Linked DNA regions of Anas platyrhynchos: region 1 is linked to region 2. The links are chromatin contacts, called in public Hi-C maps. All regions are on one chromosome and are shown on one strand. Each heading gives the region's core, a stretch centred on a gene start, on an enhancer-like site or on the middle of the called end of the contact. The rest is flanking DNA. Distances are from core to core; before and after follow the strand shown.

Evidence for each region. A called contact is a pair of places that touch in the nucleus more often than the background predicts.
Region 1: a contact with region 2 is called in a Hi-C map of small yellow follicle, with 3 times the contacts expected there. The contact joins the enhancer-like site here to the promoter of STC1 in region 2. A contact is called at or near these places in 2 of 8 Hi-C or Micro-C datasets (F5 follicle and small yellow follicle).

The regions. Positions count from the first base shown.
Region 1 is chr23:2,431,033-2,437,984 of IASCAAS_PekinDuck_T2T, reverse strand. The region is part of intron 2 of LOC119713503 (a long non-coding RNA gene); the gene reads left to right. Among named protein-coding and RNA genes, the nearest start is that of STC1, 67 kb to the right of the region's middle. Within about 2 kb of position 3,339, at least 4 of the 8 cell types and tissues checked have an H3K27ac peak or open chromatin away from gene starts, as enhancers often do. A contact at or near this core is called in F5 follicle and small yellow follicle, where this site is marked.
Region 2 is chr23:2,363,153-2,370,650 of IASCAAS_PekinDuck_T2T, reverse strand. STC1 (stanniocalcin 1) reads left to right here and starts at 3,047. Exons shown (of 4, transcript XM_038167028.2): 1 at 3,047-3,447; 2 at 5,740-5,882; 3 at 6,879-7,090. The coding sequence starts at 3,330.

The DNA.
Region 1 (6,952 bases), core at 2,090-4,589, 67 kb before region 2:
GGGTGTGATGGTCACTGCCGAGGCCTAGTTTTGTTGTACAGTAGGTGTCTTTGGAGTGACAGCTGAATAATTCATAACTCAGGCAGACGGTGAATTGGTGGAGCATTACTGCTTCACTTGCAGTTTTAAAGCAGTCAGTATGGTCTCATTTCAATTCCATTTAAATGGGAAGAAACGCAATAGGAGGGATTGTCTGTGTCACGCGGAACAGAGTCTGAGAGATTGGTGTTAGCCCAGATCTTTTTCCCTAGGCTAATTTTGATGAAAGAGCGATCCAAAGCTGTGCAGAGCAGAGGATGGGCACAGCCGCGGGGACACAAAGCCTTAAGGATGCAGAAGGTGCTCAGCGCCACTGCTCCGTGGGTGCTGTGTGACAAGCAGAGCAATGCTGCATGGCACCGGGCCTGGAGCGGTATCACTCATCCGAGAGGCTGATCTGAGCACACTGACTTCTTCTGGTAGAAGCAGGAGAGGTGCCAGGACCCTCAGCTGTGGTGTTCACCTGGCCTTGGTCCTTCTCCGCATCTCCAGAGCAACTTGGGCTCTGCTGCCTGTTCTCTCGGGGTGCTTTCTGTTCTCTACTCCCTATCTCAGAGGCCAAAACCTCACACTTCTGAGGCAGGGATCAAAAAGCTTCTTAACTGCAGCACAAACCAAGTTTTACAGGGCTGTTGGAGCAGTGCATGAACTCTGTGCTGCAGATGATGACTTCAGGCCTGGTTTGTGAGAGGAAGCTGGCAAGCAAGGAAGAAAAGTTACCGAGCTTTCAGTCATCCCTCTGTTCTTCACCAGAAACCACTAGAAAGTGTTGTTTGTTACCATGCCACAGTGGTATGATGACATGGCCTGGGAAAACTTGAAGGGGAAAACAGGTCCCCACTTCCCTCCTTCCTCTACTCCCCTGCAGGCAGATAAAACATCTGAGCTTTTCTTGCTTAAAAGTCTTTGGCCAGTCCTTCCAGCCCTCTCAGAGTTCAGGTGAGACTGAGCTGTCCAGGCAAGGATGGGTAATGCTAGCCAAGGTGTCCTGGAAAACCTCCAAGAAAGGCCATTTCAGTTCCCAATCCAGAAGGTTGTGGTTTTATACAGGGGACATACTTCCCAGCCCCATGCAAATATCCTAGAATCTCAAATGGCATTAGCTATCTATGTTCTGGCAACTGTTCTTGCACCCCCTAAATTCCCTTTTTAAGCTATAGAAACAATGAATCTGGTACTGGACATGGTTAGTCTCCTATAACAAATTATTAACAGTGAAGAAAAGGGATGAGGTTTGGACGAAATTTTCCAAAAACCCAGGGGAGAGGTATCTATATCGCACAGCAAATGCTGCTACCTGCACCCTCGTCATTTTTGTGCTTGCAGAGAAACTGGCTGGCAAGTACACCAGCTCAGGCAATTAATCCTGGGGAGGGGGGGGAGAAGGAACAATTTTATGGATTGAGCAACACAGAGACAGAATTAAGTTGTTTTTTTTTTAGGGTTTGCATGATACATTTGCCTTGCAGTGGCCTAGAATTTTTGCTCTGTGGGAAATTTTCACAGAAGGGAACAGGGCAGAAACTTTGATTTCTAGTTCTGAGGAGAGGAGCTCCCTTTCCCAGCAGTTGTTGTTTTTATTAAGTTAATAATAAGAACAGCTAACAAACAGAGTTAAAACTCTGAGTTTACCACATTCAGTAGCTGGATCCTGAATAGGAAATAAGCCTGGAAAGTACTGTGTCAAACTCACTCTGAGAGGTAATAGAAAACTACACAGCGAAATTCAAAGCCAGTAAACTGTTAACCTGTATTTACCCAGGCAGTATAGCACGAAGACACCTCTTACGTACTCCAAACAGAAATAGTTACATGGTTTGGATCATTCCTGCACAGTTCTCTTGTTTTAAAACTGCTGTGTGCCATTTTCATGTTTCTGAGACATTGTTGGTAATGCCTAAGCCGAGAAAAATCCTTGTTGGCCAGGTGAGTACAAGGCTTTGCCAAGGGCAGGGTGGACTCGGCTGTAGAATTAGCTGGTATAACTGTGGTTTAAATCAGATGTTTTGGAAGATGAGCAATGCTGGTGTCCACAGGAGGGAGCCAAATACATTACTCTCAGAAGAAACACCTTTGGTTTCAGTGTCTTTATCTGCTGTTCCTGTATGAAAAGGAGTAAGGCCAATGGCATCCTCAGTACATAGTGATGGAGTCTGATGCACCATGGCAAAGGGAACTAAAACTTATCCAGATTATCTCAAAGTATTCAGGGAAAAAAAAAATAAATCATGTTGAGATGTATCTTACAGCTGTGATACCAATTTTTAATGATGGAGAGGAAAAGAGTCCTTTCTTGACCAGCAGTAGACATGCTTGAAAGAAATGTCTACTGCAATTTTTTTCTGCTCTCACACTGAACTGGAGAGGGCTGAGGCTGTTCCTCATCTCCCTTTTGTTCTGGATGAAAAGCCACATGGGTGTTTGTGTCTCTGTGGGCTGATCTCTTCTCTCTGGTGACCAGCAATAGGACCTGAAGGAACGGCATGAAGCTGTGTCAGGGATGTTCAGGCTGGATATCAAGAAAAGGTGCTTCACCAAGAGGGTGGTCAGGCACTGAAGTAGGCTCCCCAGGGAAGTGGTCATGGCACTAAGCCTACTGGGGTTCAAGAGCCATTTTGGACAATGCTCTCAGATGTAGGGTTGAATTTTCAGTTGGTCCTCCTTGGAGCCATGAGTTGGATGTGATCCTTGTGGGTCCCTTCCAACTTGGGAGTTTCTATGATTCTAGTTCCTCAACCCTTATCACAGACCCACCTGCCATCACATACCCTGGGGAACGGTGATTTTTAGATCAAAAAGATGTGGAAAACCCTCTTTAAGGAAGCTGGGCCCTTTGTGGAGTGGCTGCAGGAGGGCCGTGTCAGAGGCAGTGCCCTTGCAGGGAAAGCAGCCTCAGATCTGCAAACCTCTTCCTGTGTCTTGTGTTTCTTTTTTTCCCCCTCTAAACAAAACTTCAGCTTTGGTATGTGGCCTGTTGCTGAATGAGGAAAACATAACGAAAAGAAAGCTTTCAACTGACTAAAAATAAACAGTGTTTTTTATAAATATGCTGGCAAATTTCACAGAAGGATGGGATTTCTTCATCTTCAACTTCATGAGAGACACTGGGGGTAACTTTTCCATATTAAAAAGAATTCATTATTATTATATTTCTGGTATTTGTTAAATTCCGTGGGTTTTTGAGCTGTTTGCTGACATCTGACATTGTTTTGGGATTGCACTTGGAGATGAGGTAGTGTGCACATTTGCTTTTGCTTTGAGAAAGGGTGACCTTTCTCAGCCCACTGAGGGCTGCAGCCTGGTTCCTTTTATCTGCATCCCAAAATGGTAACAGCAATAGACAACACATCCTGCCAGTCCACAGCCGGGCTAACTGCTGTCATGCACGAAATGACCTGGTGCTGGTTTTTTGACCGTGACAGAGGTGGATAGGGTTGGGGCCTGTAAGTTGGCAAACCTGGTTCGTTGCTTCCTAAATCATCAGAATGAGGTGAGGAATATTGATGCCATCTCTTCTCCTTCAGCTGCCTGTATAATCCTAGTAATTAAAAATGCCGGTTTTCTTTAAATGGCTTTGTGCCTCTTGCGTGGATGATGCTGGTTAAGAGCAAAACCCTATCTCCAAGCGTTTATCAGTAGTATGGGAACATGGTGCCACAGCCGGATTCTGGAGAGACAAAACAAGTGGTATTTCATACAATTGCTGGATTAATGATAAAAAAGCGTAGAATAGCCAAAGTAGTTGCCCACAAAAAGGCTAAAGAACAAATGACGGCTAAATAACACTGTATATAATTCATAACAGCTACGGGACTGAAAAGAAAATAGATATGTCGTGCAATGTTTTTTCATATGTTAGAAGAATACATTCCTTTCCCCTGTGCTGTAGTTATGAATTTGTCAGGGTTCACGTTTTTCCTCTTATTATTTCCCATTGTTAAAGGTCATCAGGCTTTAAAAATATGGATAGCCTGCGTCTTTTCTCTAATCCATCTAATGTGCTGTATCCAAAGATTAAATCCCTGACAGAACAGTGTCGGATGAATCCTCCTCCTCTACCCCCAAGCTCTTGTGTGAGTGGCAGGATGGATTCTGGTAACACCAGGATGGAGTTTTAATGAAATACAGGTTATTATTCACAGTAATTGATTGTGAGGCTTGCAAGGAACAGAAGCAATTGCTTAGCTTTGTCCTGCTGTGACTTGGGCTGTCTTTGGCAAAACAGCAGAGACCAAAATAGCAACCCAAAGCTGAAAGGTAGAGCTTCCAAGCAGGACCCTGTGGCTGCAGCTGTAAAAGTTGACTAAACCACTCTTGTCACTGATAGCAGTAGATGGCTTCAGGGAAAGTGCTGTGAACGGGCCGTATAATTTCAGTGGTGGCCATGCAGAATCTCTTTCAACCCTGCTGACATTCTGTAGGTGTTTTACCTCTGCTGGGACTAAAATGGATTTCAGTCTAAGGCCCCATCCTTTCGCAGATGTCACAGTCCCACAGTCATAAACCAGGGCCACTTACCAAGATCTTTTTGGTGGTGGCTGTGCCTTGGCGCTGATTCTCCACTGTTTCTATTCCAGTATGACACCAGGAGTGTTCCACTGGCTTTTTCAACAGACTCAGTGGGGGATGAGGCAAGGCTTTTCAGGAAAATGTGTGTGCTTTTTGCATCTCAATGAAGATCAAACTTTCCAAAGTGCTTGGGCAAAGTGCTCTGTGTACCCGTTGTACAGATTCTGGTTGCATCCTGTCCCTAAATAAACTTGGGGTAATACATTTCTTGTTCCTCGAGTCCCAGAAGACCTCTCCCTTGGCTATGACGAAGAAAAGGGTGTAGTGTCATTGGAGTTTTTATTTTTTTAGGTTGGGGCAAGCAGTTTGTTTTTCTTTCAGGTACCATCTCCCTATTCAAAGCTCTTGCATGTTGTGGCTGACACCACAACAGTACCATTTAGATTGGGCTGCAGATAGCTAATTGAGCTTTGGGACACCTACACCAGTGTACCTTCCATTCCTGTAGGCAAACATTGCTCTGGTTTCAGCTGAGCTGGCCTGTGATGGCACAGGGGGATGGTATATTTTCCAGCATGGTCTAAATACGCCCTCTGGGACCCTGGCATCTTACTCTGTTTGCTAAATGGAATCTTCCTAATGAAATCTGTGCTGTACTGTCCTTCACTTGTTATTAATAAGCTGTCTGACTCAGAGCTTATAACTTTGAGTCTTTACTATGACAACAGATAAAGTGACAAGCTTTAAAGGAAAGAGCTTGTGTAAGAGGAGGAGGGATTTGTGAACCTTTTGGCCAGGCAGTTCGTTGAATTGTCCAAACTATTGTTTTGTACCAGAAACTTTCAGGGAAATGCTACCTTCTGGCCCGTGCCTCTGAGCAGGCTGGTTATGCACAGATACCCTAGCTGAAAGCTAAAGCCCATACAAGTGGCAACGCTGAAATCACATCTTAAAATGCAAAGTAGCAAAACGCAGGCTTCATCGTAAATCTACAGGCCCAGGATTCTCCATCTTGTTATGATTTACATACCAGGGAAATACAGACTTGGAGAGGGAATCGTATTCATTCGAACGGCATCATGTTTGTTATTGGAAGCCAACTAAAGTATGCTGTAATTCATTTGCTTTATTGTTCTATTTTTTGATAGTTTGCTGTTTGTTGTTTTTTGTTGTTGGTTTTTGTTTTCCAAAGGAACAGCAAACACTTGCACTGCTGTGTATGGAAATGAGAATGTCCTGTCCTCTGCAGGCACAAGGAGGACCGAGGTTAAGTTTGTACTAACTCTGCAGAGCCACGGTGCCATGAGATGGATACAGCTGGGGAGCCTCATTGTAGCCACCCAAGCTTTTCTCCCAGCTTGTTTATTAGCAAGGTGTGTCCAAGCCTGAAACAGCCATTTCACTGCACTTCTGTGCAATCTTTTGTGTGCTAGACCAAGAAAATTTGCTCAACACCCCACTGCGCTTTAGGATTTACTAGGTACCCTCCCAGAGCAATAACTGTAGGACTTGCTAGGCCTAGATATTGGGCAATGCAGTAAAACAAAAATGTTGAGGGTATTGTACACTCTTGTATTGTTATTCAGTGCTTCCTGGCCACTACACAGAGCCCTGTGAAGCACTCTAGAACCAGAGCTTATTACTCCCTTGTCCCTAATCACATCCCTTGCACGGAGCATGAAGGGGGTAGAAACTGCTCCATAATTTAGCCACACATAGAAATTGCTTTGGGACAGCTGAAGTAAACCCTTGTGATTGCTATTCCTAAACTGTCTCGTCCCCTTTGAGCAAATGCCCCACAGAGAGAGCACGTGGCTCAGCTTTTGAGTAAACTGCCAATTTTTCGCACATGCCCCTCGTAAGCAGTGTGGATGGTAAAGAATATCAAAGCCAACTTTTGGTTGATGGCAAACTGCCTGTAGTCTTCAGTAACTTAAGAACTGGCCCCAAAATATTCACAGCTGAAGAAGAGATTTGAGTTGTAGTTACCCAGGGAAAGTTATTGGCTGAATCTTAGAGTTAGTGCTCACAGGGGCTGGCAGAGCTGATGAAAATGCGTGTTTTTCTGCAGTATGAACTCAGAAATGGGGTATCCCTTTCTGTGTTGAAAGGGATAGACTGGACTTAGGAAGCTCAGATGCTTGCAGTGGTATGGGTGAGGCAGAGAGAGAGGGAGAGAGAAGCTTCTGGCCCCCTGTCATGTCTTGGTGGAACAGTGGAGGTTTTGGCTCTGGGGTCCTCAGGCTTTCCCTCTCTTTCTGCATCTCTCCTGGGACCTTGCTCTGCTTTAAATGCAAATTTGCTATGGAGTTGGCACAGTTAGCATGGCATTCATACCACAAGCCTTCTGGCACCTCGCGTCTGAAGATTCACAATGGTTTACCTTGTTCATGCTAGAAATGCA
Region 2 (7,498 bases), core at 1,798-4,297:
GTAGGACCTGCTTTTATTTTATTTTATTTTATTTTATTTTATTTTATTTTATTTTATTTTATTTTATTTTATTTTATTTTATTTTATTTTATTTTATTTTATTTTATTTTATTTTATTTTTTTAATCTGGGGGCTTCTTTTCTCTCCTGGTGATATCTCACAGGTCCAGGCCAGCTATTCACTGAGAACAGGAGGAATGAAGATTTTTAGGGAACATCTTATTCCATAGTGGGTATTCTTCTTGTGCCCCTAGACCTTCTAGCAAGAGTCCTGGAGATGTGACCCTGGAATGAGAAAACCATCAATATTTGAGGAGTTTTAGGACTCCTGGGCTGGTTATTTCTTCTTCCCTTAAAAGCCTGAGTACAAGAGAGAAGCCAAGCCCCTCTGTCATCACACGGTGAGAGTAGAATGGGAGTTACAGGGGGATTTTTCAGTACTTGTTGCCTTCAATATACAAAATAGCTAATGCAAATACACTCCGGTACAAAAGGACACAAATACCTCGCCTGTAAATGTGCTGGTACAAGTCCGCCGCCAAATTTGACAGCAGCTCCGTGTGGGTTCTCTGCTCTCAAATTCATTTTCCAAATTTCTGAAAGCAGTTAATAAAGCTGCTGCCTTCCCGGGGGCTTTGTGGAGACTTGATAATGCTTTTTCTGATACTGTAATGTTTGCACGTGTCCTGAGCCAGTGTATCACACTGTGGGGTAGTGCCTGTTCCCATTACCAACCTGATCCTCATCTTACAGTTAATCTTCTTTTATTGCAGTTCACAATCAGAACCGGTTGCTTTAAAAAAAACCTACAGCAGGTACAAACACTCCAGCTACCATGCATGGCCCTAATAGAGTCAATCAGCCCCGGATTAATGCTAGGAGGAAGAACAGAAAATGTGCTGGAAGGATTTTGGTATCTATAGGAACTACTTGCTACCTTCTAATTTTTCCTTGCACTTGGACTCAGATCAGGATGTATACGTGCTCAGAGGGCCAGGACAACCTGTTTTGTTTTGCAAACTATTTCGGTTCAGATTGAAGCATTCAGAAAGACAAGTAGGAATGTTCACCTTGGGGGGGAAGGGGTGGAGGATTTGGGCTTTGAGTTTGAAATTCAATTTTGTGGAAAATGCAATGCTTCCACTCCAAACAGGACTTAGATAGAATGGTGATTCATCCCCCATTGAAGTCAATGCCAGAGTTGCTTTTGATTTAATCAGAATCAAACCCTATGGGATTATTCTCACTTGCAAACTGGACTGGTCCTATTAAGTAGAGAAACCACAGTGCTTTTGCAGGGCTGTTTTTTTTTTTTTTCTTCTTCTTTTTTTTTTTTTTTATTTAATTAAATTGGCTCAGTGTCACAAAACTGAGACGAAACCCGAAACCCTTCTGTTTCAGTGCTTTTTGAGTGTTCTTGGAACATCTGGCACAGCTGTTATTTTGACCCCAAGGCAGGAGTACAACCTCGCTCCTGCTCCTATTCCAATTGAAGCTGACACCAAATATGCCAACACGGACAGGGCTGCACAGCCCAAACCGAGCTGTCAGCTCCCTCTCAGAAGAAATCACAGCCCAGGGATGGGGCAAGAAACCAGAGCAGTCCCGTTGTCACGGTCAGAGCTGTCAAACCTAGGCAAAAAAAAGGACAGGAACGAGGTAAAGCAGCGGGCACTGCTTCTGGAGCCCTGCTAAGGAAGAGGCTACTTCTGTTTTTCTTTAAATTGCTTCCTTATTGACTTTTAAAATTAGCCACCCATAAAGCTGAATGAATGCCCACGAGATGAGGGTTTTTTTTGCGCTTCCACTTAATGCAGATTTGTAGAATCGGCTCATCCGAGCCGAACACAACTTGTGTCCACGGATGTATTTATGAATCTGCTCGGGCTGCGTTTCCTTGCCTGGCACCACGGAGATGAGAATCTTTTTTTTTCTCCAACAGAAAAGATCGTGGGGATGGCTGAGTGAGAACCAAGCACACTCAAGATGCAGAAGAAGCCATCTCATCCCCGATCAGTAATAGTTGATACCTAAATCCCTTGACTTATCCTAAGCTGCAGGAATTTGTAACTTTTTTTTTGTCTGTAAATCTTCTTCCTCCGTGCACCTTCCCAATTTCATTTCAGCCCTAAGCCTTAATACCACTGCTTATACTTTCATCCCTTAAATACTCAGAGCCTTAAATTGTCTCTGCTATACAGGATAATCAGTTCTGTAGTGTGTTAATCCTCATTATGTGCCTATTAAAATGAGGACTAAATCAGGCATTAGGGTGCCTCCTCCCGTTATGAAATCTAAAAAAAAAAAGCAGAATTGAGCTGGAGGGGGGGAGAGGAAAACCACCAAACACCTAAAAATTCTTCCTCGAGCTTCACTCCGGAGCAGTAAGAGCAAGCCTGTGCTGAGGTCGGAGGTACGAACGCGTGATTTTATTACCATAATTGTGCAAGAGAGGGGAAGGCGAGGAATGCTGCGCGCGAGGAAGAAGGGTTTGGGGTATTTGCATGTGCCTACGTGAGGAGCAGTGTGTATGTGTGCGGGTTTGGGGCCGAGCACACGCTCTGGCAGGCGCTGGGTGATGCCTGCTGCCGGCACACAGGCGGGGATGTCCTTTGGGGGCTGCGCTCAGGTGCGGGGCAGCGAGGCTGCAGAGAGCCCCCATCGGATGCACCGCCTGGAAAAACCCCTGCCAAGCAGCCCTAACCCTGGGATCACCGCTAACCAGATGGGAAAATAGCCTTTCTTAAAAGGGCAGGTGATTTTATTTTTTTTATTATTATTATTATTATCATTTTGGGAGGGGGGAAAGATTTAGGACTGCCCTGTCATTTCCTTGAGCTCAATTAACCGTAGGAAGTCCCCCCCCCCCTCCTCCTCCTCCTCTTTCCCTTTCCCACCGCCTCGCCGACGATTAACTTTTGGGCGATTGTTGTTTGGCAGGTACTTTTAATTGGCTGGAAAATATTCTTCCTGTGAAGTTGCAGTTTTCTGAGGCTTGAATGAGTCCAGTCTGCCATTGGCTCTGCCCAACGCCTCGCGATTGGCTCGGCAGCCCGCGGGGGACCGATAAGGGCGGCTATAAAAGCTATAAAAGCCCTCGGCGCTGCTCCTGGTCCCCAGCGAGCAGGAGCCAGAGGGGCCAAGCAGAGCGGGCGGTGGTCCCCAAGCGGGCGTACTCCTCTCGCTCTCCTTGGCAGCACATCCAGCTCCACGTCTTTGCTCAAGCCGAAGTGGAAGAGGAGACGCGCACGCACGCACACACACACACACATAGACCAAAAAAAAAAAAAAAAAGCCAAAAAACCACACTTAGCGGAAACTTGTCAGAGAATGCTCCTAAAGTCTGGTTTGCTGCTGCTGCTGGTGATCAGTGCGTCCGCATCCTACGAAGCTGAGCAGAATGACTCTGTGAGCCCCAGGAAACCCAGGGTTGCAGCCCAGAACTCAGGTAACAGCCGGCAAAGAGGGCTCTGAGCCTCAGCCCCGATGTGTGCAACTGTCTCAGATATCTCTGCTGCTCATTTTTCCTTTTTCCTCCCCCCTCCCTCCTCCTTTTTTTTTTTTTTTCTTCCCTTTTTTTTTTTTTTTCTTCCTTTTTTTTTTTTTCTTCCTTTTTTTTCCTCTTATAAACTTAATGCCTGGTAGGAGCAAGTATTAATTTCAGGGACTGGTTCAGGAGGATATTGGTGCATAGCCAGAGAAGAAAGCTTCTTCTTTCAGGAGCTGGGTCAAGGAACCGGTGTGTGATCTGCTTGCAGGATGTAATCCATTCTCCCTCCTCCTCCCCCATCTCCTAAATGAGTTCCATGTACTTTTTCCCCCCTCCTGCTTGCATGTATCTCTCTCTTCTCCCATGGCAATTATACTTTGGTGTTAAATTCCTTGCTTTTTAGGAAGTTGATAAAATCCGTGGAAATTTGACTGAACCATTGTTCTGCCAAACATCTGCCTATTCAAAGAAGGGGAGAGAGATACGCGACTTTGAAGAATGCAGTAACCTAGAAACTGTCCACTGCTAGCATTTATTTTCAAAAACTGATTGCTATCAGTTAGATGGTACCATAAAAATGCGTTTGTGACATTTAGCAAACTTGCTTTTACAATAGATAAAAAAATTGCTGGCAAGTCAGCACTGGATGTCTCTACTTTGTGCACTATAGATGCTCAGATAAGTTGCACACATTGTCTTGAACAATGGGAATTAAAAATCTGTCTTCTAGTATACTGAAAAGATATTAGGTCTCTAATTTGGAGCTCATTAACAGATGTCTTATTTTAGATCTGCAAGGCTCTGCAGCATTATACTAGGGTGTTTGCTCAATTTCCTTTTGTATTTGGTTGCTATAGAAACATAGGGTCTCACTATTGCACTGTGCCTAAAACAATAAAAGCTTAATGCATACTAAGTCTGCTGAAAGCAAAGTTATAATTTGAACCTGTGGAAACATAATTATGGGAATGACTTGTGTGACGGTGAGGTTGTGAACTGGGGAGAGGATGATCTTACCAAATATTTCTCCCTTTAGGCATGTAAGGAAGAGCGGAGCACAAGGAGGGGTTAATTGGGTGATTTTTTTTTAAATTTTCTTCTCCGGAAAGATCCTAGTTATGAGATCCGTCTTTAGGCTACAACTTAGTTCTTAATAAGGTGTGCTCTCTTGCACTGAATGCAAATCCTCACTTTTCCTACACCTAGGATCTTGATGGGAGACACCGGGTTAGCATTTCTTCCTAAAGAATGTCTGGTAACATGAGCTGCAAAAGTAATGAATATGCCTTGCACAGACACATAAGGGGACAGATGTTCGGCTTACCAAAAAAGGTTAATCCCCACTAACTTCAGGGCAACCGTGTGGCAATACTGCTGATTCATTGTTAAAATGCACACTATCTGCACGAAAAGAGATGGGATGACATGGATACCCTCCTGTTCAGACCAACGACTGCCTCAAAGGTGTTAATTATGCATGGTCATCTCCATTACCTTAACTTTCTCTGCCCAAATGTCCCTTCTCTTTGGGAATTTTTTGACCTTTCTTGGCTATGCTTGCAAATTGCTGGGTACCACACTGGTATTTAGCACCAAATTCCTCGTTCAGGTCCTTTGCAGTACTGATAATTAACACGCAAACTAAGATCTTATTCCTAGACACTTTACGCTTTTTGGAACACCACAAATATTTCCAATGCTAGTGAAAGCAGCGCTTCCATGCTGCAAGACCCAATGTCATGCCAGCTTGCTGGTAACCACCATCACTTCAGTCTCATTTCCAAATGTGGTTTACGAGCCAGATGCTGCCGAGCTACCCTCACCTCCCTTCTGAGACCTCAGGGACGTCCTCGCTGCCCGGTATTCCTCATGGGTCCATCCTCACTGCTTCTGCCTTCTCTAGAGGAGCTGTAGATGCACACGGTCAGGATTAGGTTGGGATGGACCTCTAGGTCTCCATCTAGCCAAAGACTATCAGGCATCACATTTCTTTTAGTCTCCGTAGCTGATGGGAGGTGTTGGTAGCTGCATTTTCCATTCCTCGATTTCCCACTGATGTGCTGGTGCATGATTTAGGTTCCTAACTCACCTTGGCCATGCCTTTTGCTCTTCGATCCCTCTCCCTCCAGCCCCGAGGAGCAGTAGGGCTGCTGCTAAGCGTGACTTGGCTTTCTGATGGAGAAAGGCTTCATCAGCCAGGCGTCGGGGAGCGATCCGTGCGTAACCTTGTGCCTGTGCCTCTCCCTGCAGCCGAGGTGGTTCGCTGCCTGAACAGTGCCCTCCAGGTGGGCTGCGGCGCCTTCGCCTGCCTGGAGAACTCCACGTGCGACACGGATGGCATGTACGACATCTGCAAGTCCTTCCTGTACAGTGCTGCTAAATTTGACACTCAGGTACGGGCGCGAGTATAAAGGGAACGGGAATAATCGTTAGAGCTCCCTTGCCGTGCCCCGGTTCAGCAAAGTGCTTTTACAAGTCCTGCGGCACCAAAGCACGTGCGTAAAGGCTTTGCTGAATGGACGCCTTAATTTCTCTGTCCTCACAGAGCTGGGCTCAGTGCAGGCTTAACCCTTCCTTTCTTACAGCCCTTCCTGCTGCCTGGCCACTCCTCTGAGCCACGATTTTGGGTTTTGGCCACAAACGCATCCTTCAGGGCTATTTTCTGCACTACATTTTCCACATACTGGATGCAATGTGTGAGGACTTGGCAGGGAGCGTTCTGTGGGGCGGAGAGCTAAGTTTCCTCTTCAGGAGGAAATATAAACGTTCTTCTAACAAAGTAAGTCTTCTGACTGTGTGACCTGGCACAGGGCTGGGATTTGAATTGGAAGTCTTTGGGCCTGGGAATGTGTGGCCAGATCAGCCTCTCTGGAGCTGCAAGCGCTCACAGCAGGGTAAATAGGATAATATCAGCGGACTGCGGCTCTGCCAAAGGCCCTTTTCCTTCGTACTTTCTTCCCCAAATGTGCAGACACCTTATTCCCTGCATGCTTGATCCCAAAGACAAACTTTAAAGCTCTTAGAGCATCTTAAGCTCTGGCAAGCCAGATGTGTTAAACCCCTGGTATGCAGCGAGCGGTCCAGCCGCCTCGCAGAGGGCAGGATTGGCCCATCTCTGGTGCTGGCCCTCCTAGGGCTGCTCACACGAAGGCTTCCTGTGCTTAAATCTTTTGGGAACAAGAGCTGGCTGTTCTCAGTGGACCTCATGCATCCCAACTGAAGCTGCTGTATTTAGGGTCCAGTTCCCCGCCGTGCTCCATAAGGGACCTCCAGGAGGTCTGTAATTGCAGCAAGGGTAATTAATAGCAGCCAGGCACGGTGGAGTTATCTGTTATGACATCCCTTTCTATGAAATTTGTTGCAGTTTAAGGTTTCTCTCCTGTTTCCAGGGAAAAGCTTTTGTGAAAGAAAGCTTGAAATGCATCGCAAATGGGGTCACGTCCAAGGTGTTCCTCGCCATCCGGAGGTGCTCCACGTTCCAAAGAATGATCTCCGAAGTGCAAGAGGAGTGCTACAGCAAACTGGACATGTGCGGCATCGCAAAACGAAATCCTGAAGCAATCACGGAGGTCGTCCAGCTTCCAAATCAGTTCTCAAACCGGTACGTGGAGCTTTCCTCAGCTGAAACGCATCAAATGCACAAATGTGAAGCATAGGGAAGGAAACGAGAGGAACCGAGTTGACTAACTTCTTACAGGTCCTAATACAGCTTAGCCTGAGTAATCCTTTCTGCCTTTTCAAATCCTTGTTAAGTTTTACCAGCATTCTTCTGATTCTCTTTTTGGTAAATACACTTATAAACATCTCCAGGGGAGAATCGTAAAATCAACTGGACATACATTACTTCAAAGCCTGGAGATGGTTGAAATGTTAGTTCTTTGAGTTTGAAGGCAGCGTAATGGTAAACAGAGCTTTTAAATACCAAGCCAGTTTGATTATATTGCCATATTGACCACTTAGGAGCTTCTCAACCTACTGCAGCTTCGTTCTTGTCTTCAGATTGGGGCCA